Linked DNA regions of Zea mays: regions 2 and 3 are each linked to region 1. A link is a contact called in public Hi-C data. All regions are on one chromosome and are shown on one strand. Each heading gives the region's core, a stretch centred on a gene start, on an enhancer-like site or on the middle of the called end of the contact. The rest is flanking DNA. Distances are from core to core; before and after follow the strand shown. Region 1 holds the start of LOC541775 (RNA polymerase T phage-like 1). Region 2 holds the start of LOC111589795 (translation initiation factor IF-2). Region 3 holds the start of LOC100193564 (AT hook-containing MAR binding 1-like protein).

What was found. Hi-C and Micro-C count contacts between places; a contact is called where the count stands out from the background.
Region 2: a contact with region 1 is called in a Hi-C map of tassel, with 2.1 times the contacts expected there. The contact joins the promoter of LOC111589795 here to the promoter of LOC541775 in region 1. A contact is called at or near these places in 7 of 25 Hi-C or Micro-C datasets (ear, leaf, leaf mesophyll and 2 more).
Region 3: a contact with region 1 is called in a Hi-C map of tassel, with 2.1 times the contacts expected there. The contact joins the promoter of LOC100193564 here to the promoter of LOC541775 in region 1. A contact is called at or near these places in 5 of 25 Hi-C or Micro-C datasets (ear, leaf, tassel and 1 more) and 1 of 3 datasets of contacts at active chromatin or transcription factors (leaf).

The regions. Positions count from the first base shown.
Region 1 is chr7:175,226,978-175,231,780 of Zm-B73-REFERENCE-NAM-5.0, forward strand. LOC541775 (RNA polymerase T phage-like 1) reads left to right here and starts at 1,970. Exons shown (of 19, transcript NM_001111461.2): 1 at 1,970-2,994; 2 at 3,705-3,920; 3 at 4,017-4,150; 4 at 4,603-4,669; 5 at 4,767-4,803. The coding sequence starts at 2,227.
Region 2 is chr7:175,042,660-175,047,462 of Zm-B73-REFERENCE-NAM-5.0, forward strand. LOC111589795 (translation initiation factor IF-2) reads left to right here and starts at 2,344. Exons shown (of 2, transcript XM_023300715.2): 1 at 2,344-4,373. The coding sequence starts at 3,427. The coding sequence ends at 4,314.
Region 3 is chr7:175,088,383-175,093,185 of Zm-B73-REFERENCE-NAM-5.0, forward strand. LOC100193564 (AT hook-containing MAR binding 1-like protein) reads left to right here and starts at 2,098. Exons shown (of 1, transcript NM_001138673.1): 1 at 2,098-3,426. The coding sequence starts at 2,098. The coding sequence ends at 3,426.

The sequences.
Region 1 (4,803 bases), core at 720-3,219:
ATACCTTGTCATAAAACTGATGATGCTAGCATTGTTGCTGAATTGTTCTTTAGAGAAATTATACGTTTACATGATATTCCAAAAACAATAGTCTCTGATCGCGATGCTAAGTTTCTAAGCCATTTTTGGAGATATCTTTGGAATAAATTGGGAACTAAATTGTTGTTTAGCACTACTTGTCACCCTCAGACTGATGGACAAACTGAGGTAGTAAATAGAACTTTATCTACCATGCTTAGGGCTGTTTTAGACAAGAATTTGAGACGTTGGGAGGATTGCTTGCCTCATGTTGAATTTGCTTACAATCATGCCACACATTCTTCTACAAAGATGTGCCCTTTCCAGATTGTTTATGGTTACATCCCTAGGGCACCTATTGATTTGATTTCACTTAATGCTGCGAACGCCCCACATGTAGATGCTGCTGCACATGTTGAACAAATGATTACCATACATGAACAAACGAAACAGAACATTGCTGCTACTAATGCAAAAAAATCAGGTTGCTGGTAGTAAAGGAAGAAAACATGTTACTTTTGAGCCAGGTGATATGGTTTGGTTGCACTTGAGAAAGGATCAGTTTCCTACTTTGCGTCGTTCTAAATTAATGCCTCGTGCTGTTGGTCCTTTTAAGGTGCTAACAAAGATTAATGATAATGCTTATATCCTTGACCTGCCTGCGGAATTTGGTGTTTCCACTAGTTTTAATGTTGCAGATTTGAAACCATATATGGCCGAGGATGAGGAGTTGTCGTCGAGGACGACTTCACTTCAAGAAGGGGAGGATGATGAGGACATCACTATGAGTACGACTACACCAGCAGCACCTCCACATCAAGCGCCACTTCCTTCATTGGCTGGGCCAATCACTCGGGCCCGTGCCAAAGATCTTAACTTCGTCATGCTACTGAAGAATGAGGGTCCAGAAGAATAGACGACCAGCCCAACTGCGACCCATAGTGGACGACCTAGGGTTGGCCGCCCTAGGGGCTGCGCCCCCTCTATTTATCCAGGAGTTGCGCCTCCTTTATTTTCGAGTTTTGTTTTACGTTAGCTTTAGCTACTCTCGAACACGCGTAAATCTGCGCTGTCTTCGTGTATTCAGAACTCCACCCTCGAGTAATAGATTAGATTGCTCGCATCTTTTTCTTGTTCGTTCTTCGATTGCGCACAGGAAACAATCTTCGTGATCAGGCCGATCTCGCATCAGCAAGGTCGGTAACCACAGGGAGTTGGTTCAGCGATTGCATTGGCGCCTCGGGCTTGCTCGTCGTAGTCGGATCGCAAGGGTCATCTTCCGCCAAATCGGAATTATCTCTACTCGCCGAAAGATCGGGCACCTCAGCTACATCAGGAATGCAGCCTGGTGCTAGGGTTAGGGTTTTACCTGGTCGATTTGGGAGCGAGAGGAGCCCGACGCCATTGCGGAAATGCAACGAAGATGGGGACGTGGGCGGGGGCGGGGGAGATTTGCATCATGGGGGCGGGGCAGACGGCGCCGGATCCACCTTCGCTTCCTACAACTACAATGGTGGTGAGGTGGTGGCCGTCGTTGAAGAGGAGTAGGAGGAGGAAGGCGAGCAGGAGCGTGAAGACGATGTTGGTCCCCGCCTCGCCGTCGTGGCCGTCGATCTCTCAAGCTGCCACCGCTCCCTGCTCCCTTGACTCCTCCCTCACTCTCCTCATGGCTACGTAGCAAGTGCGTGCGATGGGCGGGCGCCGGGGGTGGGGATTGCATCGCGGGGCGAGCGCAGGGGCATCATTCGTGGGGACGGGCGCGGGGGCACGACGCGGGGGCAGGCGGGGACACGGTCGTGTGTTTCTCGGCGACGGGCGGGGGCTGGTTTTAGGGGAGGGGAGGCGTCGTTCGCGGCGGTCGGGCGGGTCGTGGCGTTTGCGGCGGGCGGGCGGGCGGGCGGGCAGGCAGGCGTAGGGAGGCGGGAGCGGTCTACACCATTCTCTTAATAGTTAGTATATAGAGATTTTTAACTAGCATCCAACATTCAATGTCATATGTGCTAAAATTTAGCATTGGAAATGAACGGGCCTGTACCAGCGACGAAGCGACAATCCTACCCGTTCCTTGGTTCGTCTGCATCCATCGCGGCCCTACGTTCCTTTGCAGCCTTTACCCACGGCCCAGCCTCTGTCGCCGTTTTCGAGCGAGGCACCGGCGGCCGCATAGAAACTCAGCTTCCGTCTCTAAACCCTCAACCCTAGCCCGTCATGTGGCGCCGTCTCCCCACCCGCCGCCTCGCCTCCGCCCTCCTCTCCTCCTCCCCACTCCAGCGCGCCACCGCCACGCACGCTCCTCCTCTCGAGCGCCACTTCCCCACTACGGCCTCCGGTCTCCTTCCGCCGTCACTCTTGCCCCCGTGGCAGCAGGAGCCGCGATGGTTCTCATCCTCCGCCGCCGCGGAGGCTGTGTCCTCGGAGGATGCCGAGGAGCTGCACCACGCGATAGAGGAGATCGTCCGGGCGCAGCCGAGTCCGAATCTGCCTCAACCTCAGGCGGTGGCAGAGGAGCATCAGGCACCCGGGCGGGACCACCGTAGCCGGCATAGGAGAAGTGGGCGCGGGCGGCATGCGGAAGTGTTGGCGGCGGAGCACGGGATGACATACCACAGGTACACCTCCCTTCGCCGGCGACAAATCCGCATCGAGACGGAGGCGTGGGAGCAGGCCGCCAACGAGTACCGTGAGCTTCTCGCGGACATGTGCGAGCAGAAGCTCGCCCCTAACCTACCCTACGTCAAGTCGCTCTTTCTTGGCTGGTTCGAGCCGTTGCGGGATCAGATCGCCACTGAGCAAGAACTTGTGGCAGACCCCGGGTCCCGGGCCTCGCACGGTCCATTTTTCAGTATGCTCCCTGCGGACATGATGGCTGTCATCACCATGCACAAGCTCATGGGGTTGCTCATGACGGGCAGTGGGGACGGCAGTGTTCGAGTCATCCAGGCCGCGTGCCAGATTGGCGAGGCAATTGAACACGAGGTGTGTGAATTGTTGCTTGGAGATGCTTCTTGACTCAGGGAATCAGTGCTTCTTGTTGTTACTTGTTAGTAATGTGAAGTCCATGAACAAATTAATATAATGAATTAGTAGACCGAATAACTTTAAATGGGGACCTAATAATAATATATCTGTTCTTCTCTCAGTTAACTATTTATTGTTTCAGGGAAGAATTCTATGGTTATGCATCATTGCGAAGAAAAAATAACCTGAATGATATTATTTTAATCAAAGAATGTTTATATCTGCCATAGATGAACTTTGTCAATCATAATTGACAGACAAACCTCTCTTATGAGATATAAAATCTAACTTCTTGGAGTAATTTAAGGGTAGGAACTATTACATTTATATTGGTAGGGCAATAATTCAATGGTGCTTTCTGTTTGAGCTCAACCTGTTAAGTGTTAAGTTTGAGGCAATTTTATTAATTTCATGTTCTTTGTTTGAACTCTGTTGTCTAAGTATGAGTTTCTAATCACTTCCCTATGTCTTTGAAGGTGCCATAAATATTATGCGTTTCTCATATTTCTTACCTCGTTACATTTTATTTGGTTCGAATAAAATAGTTAGGTGTCAAGTCTTTATTAAGTTGCCTTTAATGCATAACCTATTTTGATGACAACATGTTGTGTCATGGTGTCAGATGCTAACAAGCCATGGTATATTATTGTTTTTTCATCTTTCTCTAGGTTCGAATTAACAGATTTCTGGAGAAGACAAGGAAGAAAAACAACAAAGAGATGGAAAATGAAGAAGAAGCTGGTGACACAAACATTGCTATAGAACAACAGCGTCTAAGAAAGAAAGTCACCGACCTAATGAAAAAGCAAAAGTTACGGCAAGTCAGGAACATAGTGAAGAATCAAGATAAATCCAGGCCGTGGGGTCAAGATGCTCATGCAAAAGTCTGAATCCTATGTTAGATATTTGACTTTGTGTTGTTTTCAGCCCATCGCTTATTTTGACTTTTGACATTTCCTATTATCATTTGCTGTTCTCAGGTCGGTAGTCGTTTGATTGATCTTTTTATTGGAACAGCACATATACAACCACCAGCAAGCCAATCATCAGATGGTCTGCCTGACATCCGTCCTGCTTTCAGACATGAAATGAGAACAATGGTGAAAGAACAGCAGTAATAGTGTTACCTTACCTTCCTTTGCTACAAAATTGATTCTCGATGCTACATCTATAGTTCATCTAAAAAACTTCTGCCATTGGATTAACTCCCAGGTTTTATTAGCCGGGAATTCTTTGATTAGAGAACTATAGGGAAAAGTTGAAGGTTTATTTAATTGCATGTATGCTTCCATGTGCTTTTTATTAAAGTATTTTTTCTCACTTTTTAGAAACTATATACATAGCATACATACGCTGAAAGGCAATTAAAGATCATTATACCTTAGGACATACTGCAGCTAAATGCTGGTGATATACTAATTTGAACTATTTCTCATGCGATTCTAGAGCTGTACTGACAAATATACAGCCAACTAAGTTGTAAAGATAACTAGATTAGTATTTTTTCCCTGAATGTTGTTTGTTATTTTGCCTAACCTATATTATCATCTATTTTTATTTTAACAGGAAGAGTAGTCGCAGATATGGTGTGATCAAGTGTGATCCACTGGTCCGGCAAGGCTTGGATAGAACAGTTAGTTGACCCTCTTACACAAACCTCAATTTATATTGGAATGCTTTTCGCCTAATGTTGCATTCCTTGGTTACCTGGGCATGTTTCTTTTGAACAGGCAAAGCACATGGTCATTCCGTACATGCCTATGTTGA
Region 2 (4,803 bases), core at 1,094-3,593, 180 kb before region 1:
GTGTGGAGTGGCAATAATATAACATTCCTTACATCCAAAAATATAGTTTTTTTAGCTTTTTTTTTCCATTCACATTCATTTGAATAATATTTTTCCCGTCCATATTCATTTGAATAAAAACTACAATTACAATTATATGATAATTAATATATATCTGTTTAGTCTAAAATGAATTATATTTTGAGACGGACGAAGACCGGAAGTCATGTGGTACTACAGCCCATATGCACCATCGTTTTAAGGTAGTGTTTGGTTACTAGAGACTAATTTTTAGGCACTCCATTTTATTCCACTTTAGTCAATAAATTGCAAAATATGGAAACTATAACTCTATTTTAGTTTTCATATTTGACAATTTAGTGACTAAAGTGGAATAAATTGGAGGGACTAAAAATTAGTCTCTAAAACCAAACACCCCCTAAGACCCACAAAAAACAGTTGCAAACAGAGAGATGCTTCATGCCTGCATAGCATCTCACACATGGAGCAAAAATGAAAGGAACGTGTGTGAGTTGACGTGTATGAGGATATTTTCCTTTTTTCTTCTGTCGTGAAACAAGTTTCTTTCTTTTTTTTTCTATGGTCGTCCAATGTTTTGGAGGTTTTTTTTTTTGTACAAATACAGAACGTGCTGAAGCGTGAAGTCGCTATTGGCACCGGTATACCATGGACGTCGTTGCTAGCTGTTCTTGTTATTGTACGCGAGTATATGCGTCTCCATCCCTGCTGCGCCACCGTGTCGAGCAGGAGGAGGAAGTTTGTACGCCGTGCTCGGTAGTATCTCTTTCGAACACAGGATGGTGAGATTCGAACATGAGGCCCAGGCGTTACGTGCGTGCTAGCTAGGGTACCGGGAGGGGCGGGAGCTAGACCGAGAGCAACACCCATCGTTCGCATCTACAGCCACAGGCGTCTTTCCATGCTTGCACTCTTCCGCTTTGTCTTTGTTCCGTTGCTGCTGCCTGCTAGCTAGCTTCGTTCTCCGACTCGGATCCTCACATCTGGCGATCGAGACTGCAACGGCGTCCTTGCAGCGCTCACAGCTTGTTCGCTGCGGCTTGCTGCGGCTTTAATCCGGCTGCGACTGCGGCTTCTACAGTATTTTTCTCTCTATGGATTGCAGCTGCAGCAGTCCAAACAGCTGCAACAGTGTCGGCTTGCAGCCAACCGAACACGCCCTGAGGTACGTCGTTGGGCGGCGGGTACGGTGGTGGTAGCAAGAAATTAGCTCCCGCGCGCGTGCATTTTAAATTGATGGGAGATAATGCTGTGCTGGTCCCAAATCTCGCGTAGTTCCCGCGGTCGGATTTTGGCATCATGATGAGTGTGCTCCGGTCTCTCGGTCGACTCCTGGAGATCACGACCAAGACAAGCATGGATATAGTTACAGTACGAAAGTACTAGTTTTTTTTCTTGGCATCATGACGACACCCTTGTACCAATCTATCATCTCTAGGAAATTACCCTTGTTTAGAGAGGACGAGGATTCATCGTGCCCACGAAAAACCATCTCTTGTCCTATAAGAAACCTCAAGGCACTCTAGAGATGAAGTCAAATCGTGTCTGGTATAATTATTCGGCTTCTCTTTTTGCACTTGAGAGCTTACTTGATACACTTTGCGCAACGTCACGCCGAGATGGTGAGACGCGGACACGAGGGTCCACACGCAACGCAAAGGAACACTCGTCCAGTACGTACGTCCTCCGGCTCCGGGGTCCGGAAATACGGGTGGATGAAAATCCTGGGAGCAAGAACGATCGAGAGAAGACGACGACCACGACGACGAGAGCGATGGCAGGAAAAAGATAAAGGCGTCAGCAGCAGGGCCACGACAGGCAGAGGATCTAGCGCTGGCTGGCAGCGGCAGTCTGGATGCGGAGCGAAGACAAAGGGAGCTGGCAGGCATTGGCTCTGCTCACGTGTACTGCCATGCCTACCCGGACTGTAGGGCGCCGTCCGTGCTGCGCGGCGCGGCGCGGCGCAGTTGGTTCGTCCGTTCGTTCTGGGCACTGGGCTTCTGGCTCTGGCTCTCTGCCGGTGCTGGCCCGGCGACCGGCGCCCGTCAAAGGAACTGTCCGGCGGCAGCAAACAGGCCAACGAACGACGAGGCAAGCAAATCCTTGCGCCTCCAAGACGCACTCGGAACCGGAACGACCGGCGCCCCGGACCCACGTGTCGGCGAAGGACAGCGCCTCCGCCCAAACGGCCGAGGAATGTCCGTCCTCTCTCCTCGCTCAGAGAAGTCGATGCAAGCGTTCTGTTATTAATTCCTACAGAAGCTCTAACACGTGCTGTGGCTCTGTACTACGCACAGAAGCATATCAATGGATGACAGGATGAGCGGGTACGAAAGCACCGAAGCAGAGGGCACAGGGCAGAGAGAGAGACGTACGAGTACTCAGGACGGACCACCATCCACATGCTAGCTGTGCATCGCTGCTCTCACAGGCAGAGGCTGGGGTCATGGCGGCGGCGGCACGCAGCATCAATGCCAGCGAGTAGCAGTGGTTCATGGTAGCTTTCATTGCAGCTGCATCGTTTCAGTGATCCGTCCGTCCATCCACCAAAAAAAAAAAGACTTGATTGCCAACCGCTGAGTGCGAGAGCTCCGCCTTCGGCCTTCCGCTCCTGCCTGCCCCCCGAAGCAGACAGAGCCACAGAGGAGACCACTTGTGCCGCTCGATCGTCGCTGTCCTCCGTGCGCCGCCCGGGTACGTGAACTCCCGTACCAACGCTGCGCCTGCGCTGCACAAGTGGTGGTCCAAGACAAGATGAACTGAAACACGGGCGCCGCTACCATGACCTGCCGACTGCCGTCCGGCTACAAGACACGTCTGGTCCGCTCCTTCTCTCGATGCTGGGCCGGACGAATCAACACTGACGGCCCACTATCTCGGTGTCACGGGGGCCTGTTAAAACATCGCCTCGGCCACCCCGGCCGGCCGCGACTCGTCGTCAAAACTTCTGATCGGGGATGCGATGGTGGTGGCTTCATTCGTGGTCTCAAGCTTACCAGAGTGGCCTCTTTTTTTATCAAGAGCGACGCCTGTTCGGAGGCGAACATGCTGCCGTCCTCGACAATAGATTTTGGCCGTCTTTGAAGATCGATTCCGTGATAATGAACTAGTGATATCTACCTCGTTATCATTGTCATGAGCAGAGCAGTAGTGCCGCAACCCAGCAATTCGCCTCAAATTATCAAATCGGTGAGTACAATGTGCTGCCGCGCTTGTTTGAACTCGAAATATGCACATTTACAATTATTATTACAGCCAGCGGGGCAGCGATAGAAACAACAAAACCCATAGGATACACCAAGAAGAAGCATAGAACGTTAGAAGCCCCCGTCACACCTTGGCCCTTGCATATAACAACGGCATATGCACCTGTCCAGCTGAAGCACACGTCGAACTCGTCGTCAGAAAATGGAAGAAGGCAACAACGAATCAGCCGAGCTCCCCCCTGGCACAACCGCCAGTGTCCACAACAAGGCGCTGTCGGGGACCAGGGAGGAGGTGGAGCGCGGCCGCGAGGCGGCGGTGCAGGCGTGGCTGGCGTCCATGCCGCTCGGCGAGGAGCTGGAGCGGCTCCGCACCGAACTAGCCGCGGCCAAGACCCGCCTCGCCGCGACGGCGGCCGAGATACCGCTGCTCAAGTCGCGGATCGAGTCCACGAACGCCGCGGTCGCCACGAGGCAGGAGGCGGCGGCGAGGAAGAAGGCCGCCGCGGAGGACCTCCGCCTGCGCGTCGACGGGGCGCGCGCCGAGCTCCGGCGGCTGCGCGCGGAGGTCGCGGCGTCGAGGGGCGCCAAGGACGCGCTGGAGCGGCGGGTGCTCGTCCGGCGCCAGGCCGCGCGGGCGCTTCAGCTGGCGGAGCGCGCCATCGCGGCGGAGGCCCACGCGCTGGCGTGGTCCGCGGCCGCGGCCGCCGAGCTGGCCGCGCGCGCGCGCGGCGACGGGGAGGAGGACCCCCACCACGACGTCGTGGCGCTGCCGGCGCGGAAGCTCCAGGAGCTGCGCAGGCTCGTGGACGCCGAGGAGCGGAAGGCCGAGGCGCGCGTCGAGGAGGCCGAAGCAGCGCGGCACGCGGCGAAGGCGCGAAGAGCGGCGGCCTTGGCGAGGCTGAACGCAGCGCGCGCCAAGAGGCGAGTGGCTGCTGAAGCTGAAGCTGAGCTTCGTCGCCGCGCGGACGGGGACGACGCCCGCGGCACGCGGGCAAGCGCGCTGGCCCGGAGGAGCCGGAGCCGGAGCGGGAGGTCGTGCTTCGCGGTGAAGAAGCTGCGGAGGTTCCTGGGCAACCTAACCAAGGCTTGAGCGTTGAGGTGGCTGCGGGCGTTCAGAAGAGTTCTTCCTGAGCCGAATTGTGGTTGGAGGTGAGCGTTTCAATGGGCTTTTGACAAATAACTAGTAGCGTCGTGGTTCAAAAAACATTTACAAGAGATCTTTGTGTGCAATTATATTACGCAAGGTTTTTGCATAAAGGGAGGCGATCCATACAGAAAGATGTTCTGGTACAGACTACAGAATGCTTGCTTTGCCTTGGTTGGCCTATTATACAAAAAGCGAGCTAGATCGGCAGTTTGTTTAGTTGACGAAGCAATGCTTGATTTGCCCAGGGTGACATACGATACAGGAGGGCAAATGTTGAATTTGTGATCTAAATTTTAAAAAAGACGGTTAGTTTGATAAACGAAGTGGAGGCACGTCGTCGAAAAACTTGGTGTAGATAAGAAGATAGACATGAGGTGGTTCCTATCTCTTCTCGGTAGACCGAGTATAGTGTCGGTAATGAAAATGGATTTC
Region 3 (4,803 bases), core at 848-3,347, 140 kb before region 1:
GGGAATCTTTTCTCAAATCTGCTCACAAGGGCGGGGAATACAAACTTCTTGGGGTCGTCCACAACTTTGGAGACTCCCAAGCAACCTCAATTCGTCTAAGAACTCTAGGGTTCCAAGAACAACAATATCGCACAAGAGGTGCTTGCAACAAGCTCAAGAGATAATAATGAGAAGGGAGAGGAAAACCAAATCCGAGGACCACAAGCACAAAACTCACACTAAAGGGGCTCCTTCAATCGATTGATTTGAGAGCTAGATCAAGTGAGAGAGAGGGAGGGTGCTTTTGTCTCAAGTTAGGTGATCAATAAGTATGGAGGGCGACCAGGGTAAAAAGGAGAGAGGCATGAGGGAGTATTTATAGAGTCTCATCAAAAAGAGTCGTTGGACAAACTTTTTCTGCGCAAGGCCGGTTGAACCGCCCCTAGGACCGGTTGAACCGCATGGGGCAGGTTGAAAGTCGATCTGACACCGGTTGAACCTCCCCTGGGGCCAGGGGCGGTTCAACCGCTTGGTGGCAGGCTGACAGACAGTTTGCTAGTCAGACTAGCAGACTGCAGGTCAGACTAGGCAGTTGACCCAGACATCGGTTGAACCGCCCCTAGGGTCGGTTCAACTGGTATTAACTAGAGAGTTCAGGAGAGAAAACCAAGTTGAACTGGCCCGGAGGTAGGTTCAACTGGTTTTGACCAGCTGAAGAAAAGCTCAACTCAACTGGAGTCAAGTTTAATCTAGCTGAAGAAAAACTCAACTCAGCTAAAGTCAAGTTCAACCCAACTGAAGAAAATCTCAACTCAGCTGAAGTCAAGTTCAACCCAGCTAAAGAAAAGTTCAACTCAGCTTAAGTCAAGTTTAACCCAGGTAAAGAAAAACTCAACTCAGCTTAAGTCAAGTTCAACCTAGCTTTTCAACAGGAACACTCTCTGTTTCTCAATCCTAACTACAGACGCAAACACAGAGTGTCCAAAGAATTTTTGTTTTCAAAATAGATTTTGAATTTAGAGGCTTAAGCAATAGCAAACACCATTACATGTGCGGAAATTACTAAGAAAGAATTAGATTCTGCGACTCAAGATATATAGAAAATTTTACACGATCGTCACATGTAATCTTTTCAAAGCACCACTGATGTGTTTGCTTTGTCCTTGACACTTCCCTTTCTATTTCTCAACTAAAGTTGTTACTCCTTTTTTTTCTTTGTGCACTAGAAGCAAACTTATTAGTAATCTTATTTGTTTTTTCATTAAATCACCAAACCTCTCAATTTGAGATTGATTGCACTTACAAAATTGTTAATTGCTTTCTTAAAAGTAGAGCAATAAAAAGCTTGTTTCAAAAAAAACATTAATATTTGGATCTCGTCTTAGATGACTACGTAATCTAAACGTTGTATTCAATTTCCTATTTTTACATTTTCTTTTCTATTTTCTTTTCCTTTAGGGTATTTAAATGTACTAGAACTAATACTTAGGCTCTGTTTAAAATCTCTAAAACTAATAGTTAGCTACTAAAAATTACTTGTTGGGTTCTAAACACCATCAGTTAATACCGTATCTAATTGTTAGCTATATCGTAGCTAACAATTAGTTCATTAGCTGGATTAACCTGACTAATAATTTATTAGTTAGCTAACTATTAGCTCTAATGATTTCAAACAGGACCTTAGTTGGCTAAAAATTGCTAATAACTAAACTATTAGGTAGACTATTTAGATGTCTCAGCTAATTTTAGTAGTTAATTTTAATAAAATTTGGATATGTACCATTCACAACTTTAGATATGTATTATTACTATCTCATTATATGTGGGGTTCACATGAGTCAATAACATATGAAACCAATAATATATATCTAAAGTTACAATCTTTTATTCTAGTGCATTTAAAGAACCGTAATAACCGGCCGTGCTGACCGTGGATGTCGGTATAACCACCACTGTCAGTCCGTCACTGCTCCCGCTCGCAACGGAAAGCTCTCCGCTAGTCGCTAGATCCCAGAAAGAAGGCTCCCATCCCCCTCGTAACACCTGACAGCTGAACCCCACCTCCAGCGCTCGCTGCCTACCAGTCTACCACCACTCTCCTTCCACCCCATCCCACACATGGATTTCTCCGGCGGCGGCGGCGGCGGCCGCAGCCGCGCCGAGCCGGCCCGGTGGCTCGAGATCGCCCGGAAGCTACTCGCCGCGCGGGACCTGGTCGGCTGCAAGCGACTGGCGGAGCGCGCGGTTGAGGCTGACCCGTACCTCCCCGGTGCGGACGAGCTCCTCGCCGTCGCCGACGTCCTCCTCGCCTCCCAGCGCCTGCTCCCCTCCGGCCGCCCCGATCCGGTCGGCGTGCTCCAGCTCCAGCCCGCCCCGGGCCTTGACCCCGCCGCCGCCAAGCGCTCCTTCCACCGCCTCTCGCAGCTCGTGTCTTCCCCGCGTAATCCCCGTCCCGCCGCGGACACCGCTCTTCATTTCATCCAAGAAGCCTTTGCTGATCTCTCCAGCAACGCCTCCGCTGATCCACCTCCTGCTCCTGCTCCTGCTGCCGCTCCTGTTCCTGTTCCTGCCCCTGCCCCTGCTGCCCCTCCTGCTCCTGTTCCTGCTCCTGCTGCCGCTCCTTCTCTTATCCCAGCTCCTGCTCCTGTTTCTGGGGACGCCTTGGCCTCGGCTGATGGCAATGCGTTCTGGACGGTGTGCCCCTACTGCTGCCATGTGTATCAATACCAGCGTGCGCTGGTGGGGCGCGCGCTCAGGTGCCAGAGCGCGGGTTGCCGGCGAGCGTTCGAGGCCACAGAGATCCCGAACGCGCCGCCTATTGTGCCCGGCACAGACATGTACTACTGCGCGTGGGGCTTCTTCCCCATGGGTTTCCCTAAGGCAGCTGATTTGAGCACCAACTGGAGGCCATTTTGCCCCATGTTTCCTGGGAATTCTGAATCTCCGCTGCAGCCAGCACCTGCGGTCACTGTGAATGTTGATGTACAGAATCTTGAGAATAATGGCGGCACTGATGTACAAAATGTTGAGAATAATGGCATTGACGACAATTCAACGCCAGCAAGTGTGCAGCCCCCAGGTAAGAGTGGTGACATTGACCGTGCAGCAGGTCCATCTAGAGGAAGGATGAAGAAGACAACAGCCCGCAAGAAAGTTGGTGCTGTATCTAAGAAGCACAGTTCCAGTGGCGTGGACAGTGGCATTGAGCCATCTATGCTTGGGGCAGATTCGTTGAATGGGAATGCAGGAAGTGGGCAGACAGTGGGTACTAGAGAGATCAACATAAATGAGGTGGCAATGCCAACTGATAGCGCCACAATGCTTAATTTTGGCGGGGATGAGGATATCAGGTTTGATTTGGATGTTGATGCGACTGATGCTATATTGGGGAATTTGCACAACTTACCATTCTTGAGGGAGGATGGCAATAACAGAAGGATGTTTTAGTTGTCACAATGTGCTCAGTGTAGGTGTTCGTAGAAGTGGTGTGTATCCTATTGTTGAAGGAATTCCTACTTAGTCTGATCCTTCACTACTCCCTTGGTTCCATTGCCACCATTTCTCATACTTATTCTGTGTTTTGTAGTTAGCTAGTCTGCTGTACCATCTGGGTCAATAATCTTCACAAATCTGCAGAGTAAAGTACCCCAAATTAGTTGGGGACATGTAATATGTGCCACCCGTGATTAACATAAGGAGGTAAATGGGGTGAATGGAATAACGCACTCGACATGGATGATTGATGAAGCTTTTAGTTTTATAAGGGTTACAGTGCAACAGAGGTCATATGGAGCACTAGCAGATAAATGCCATTTACAATAGTAAGTTTGTTCTTCTTAATGTGCATAAATATATCCTTTATTTAGAATGGACGTCTCAGTGATTTCATGGACTCATGATGTATTGACTCAGTTTGCATTATTCAATACCAAACAAGTTGTGTGTAATTCTTTTAGTTTGCTGATGCATACCCTTACCCTTGGATATAAAATAGTGACTTACACTCAATAAAACACATGCATTGTCATTGTCATAATCATGTTATTTTCGTTATTATTTGTTCATCTAATTATATTCCAACTTGTTATCTGTTTACCAAGAAAATTACTCTCGTGATAGTCACGAATGCTTGATAGAATGTAGTATTATTCCTTTTCTAATCATGACCTTTTTACTTTTAATAAACATCTCCTGGTCATGGCTACAGCCAAAGCGCGGTAACAGCAAACCATGGCATGTTGTGGCTATGTGTTCTTATGTAGCCTCCGCCTAAACAGCGTTTAAATGGTTAACAAAGGCCACCCGTGTTGGTGTTGTTTAGAACCTAAACGTTCAAGTGAACGGTTGGACCATTTAAACCGTCTAAACTATCTAAACAGAATCGAGTTCAACGTGATTAAATTGGATACAGTCGATCACCTTATAGTCAATAGAAAGGCTACTTGGCACCCAGCTAATTTACATCATAAATATATGATGTGAGGTGAGATTTAGTTTTCTTCCACAAAAAAGTATTTTCTACTTTTTACAAGCATAGATGTTTATACTTCCTCTTTTCTTTTTTATTTGTCGCGTTTTAGTTGAAAAATGAACTAGCCAGCGACAAATATTGGAGAACAGGGGTAGTACTTTTTAGTGCAGCCGACTTTTACATACTTAGATATGTATATTTAGTGTTATTACACAAAACCATTTAGGATGTTAACTGATTAACTCCATTTTGAGCATCATCTAAACACTAAACATAGGGTGACCGGTTGTTTACTGTTTAACATTTAATATAACACCGATTGTAAGCCAGAAATTATGGTAGCTCCAAAACGA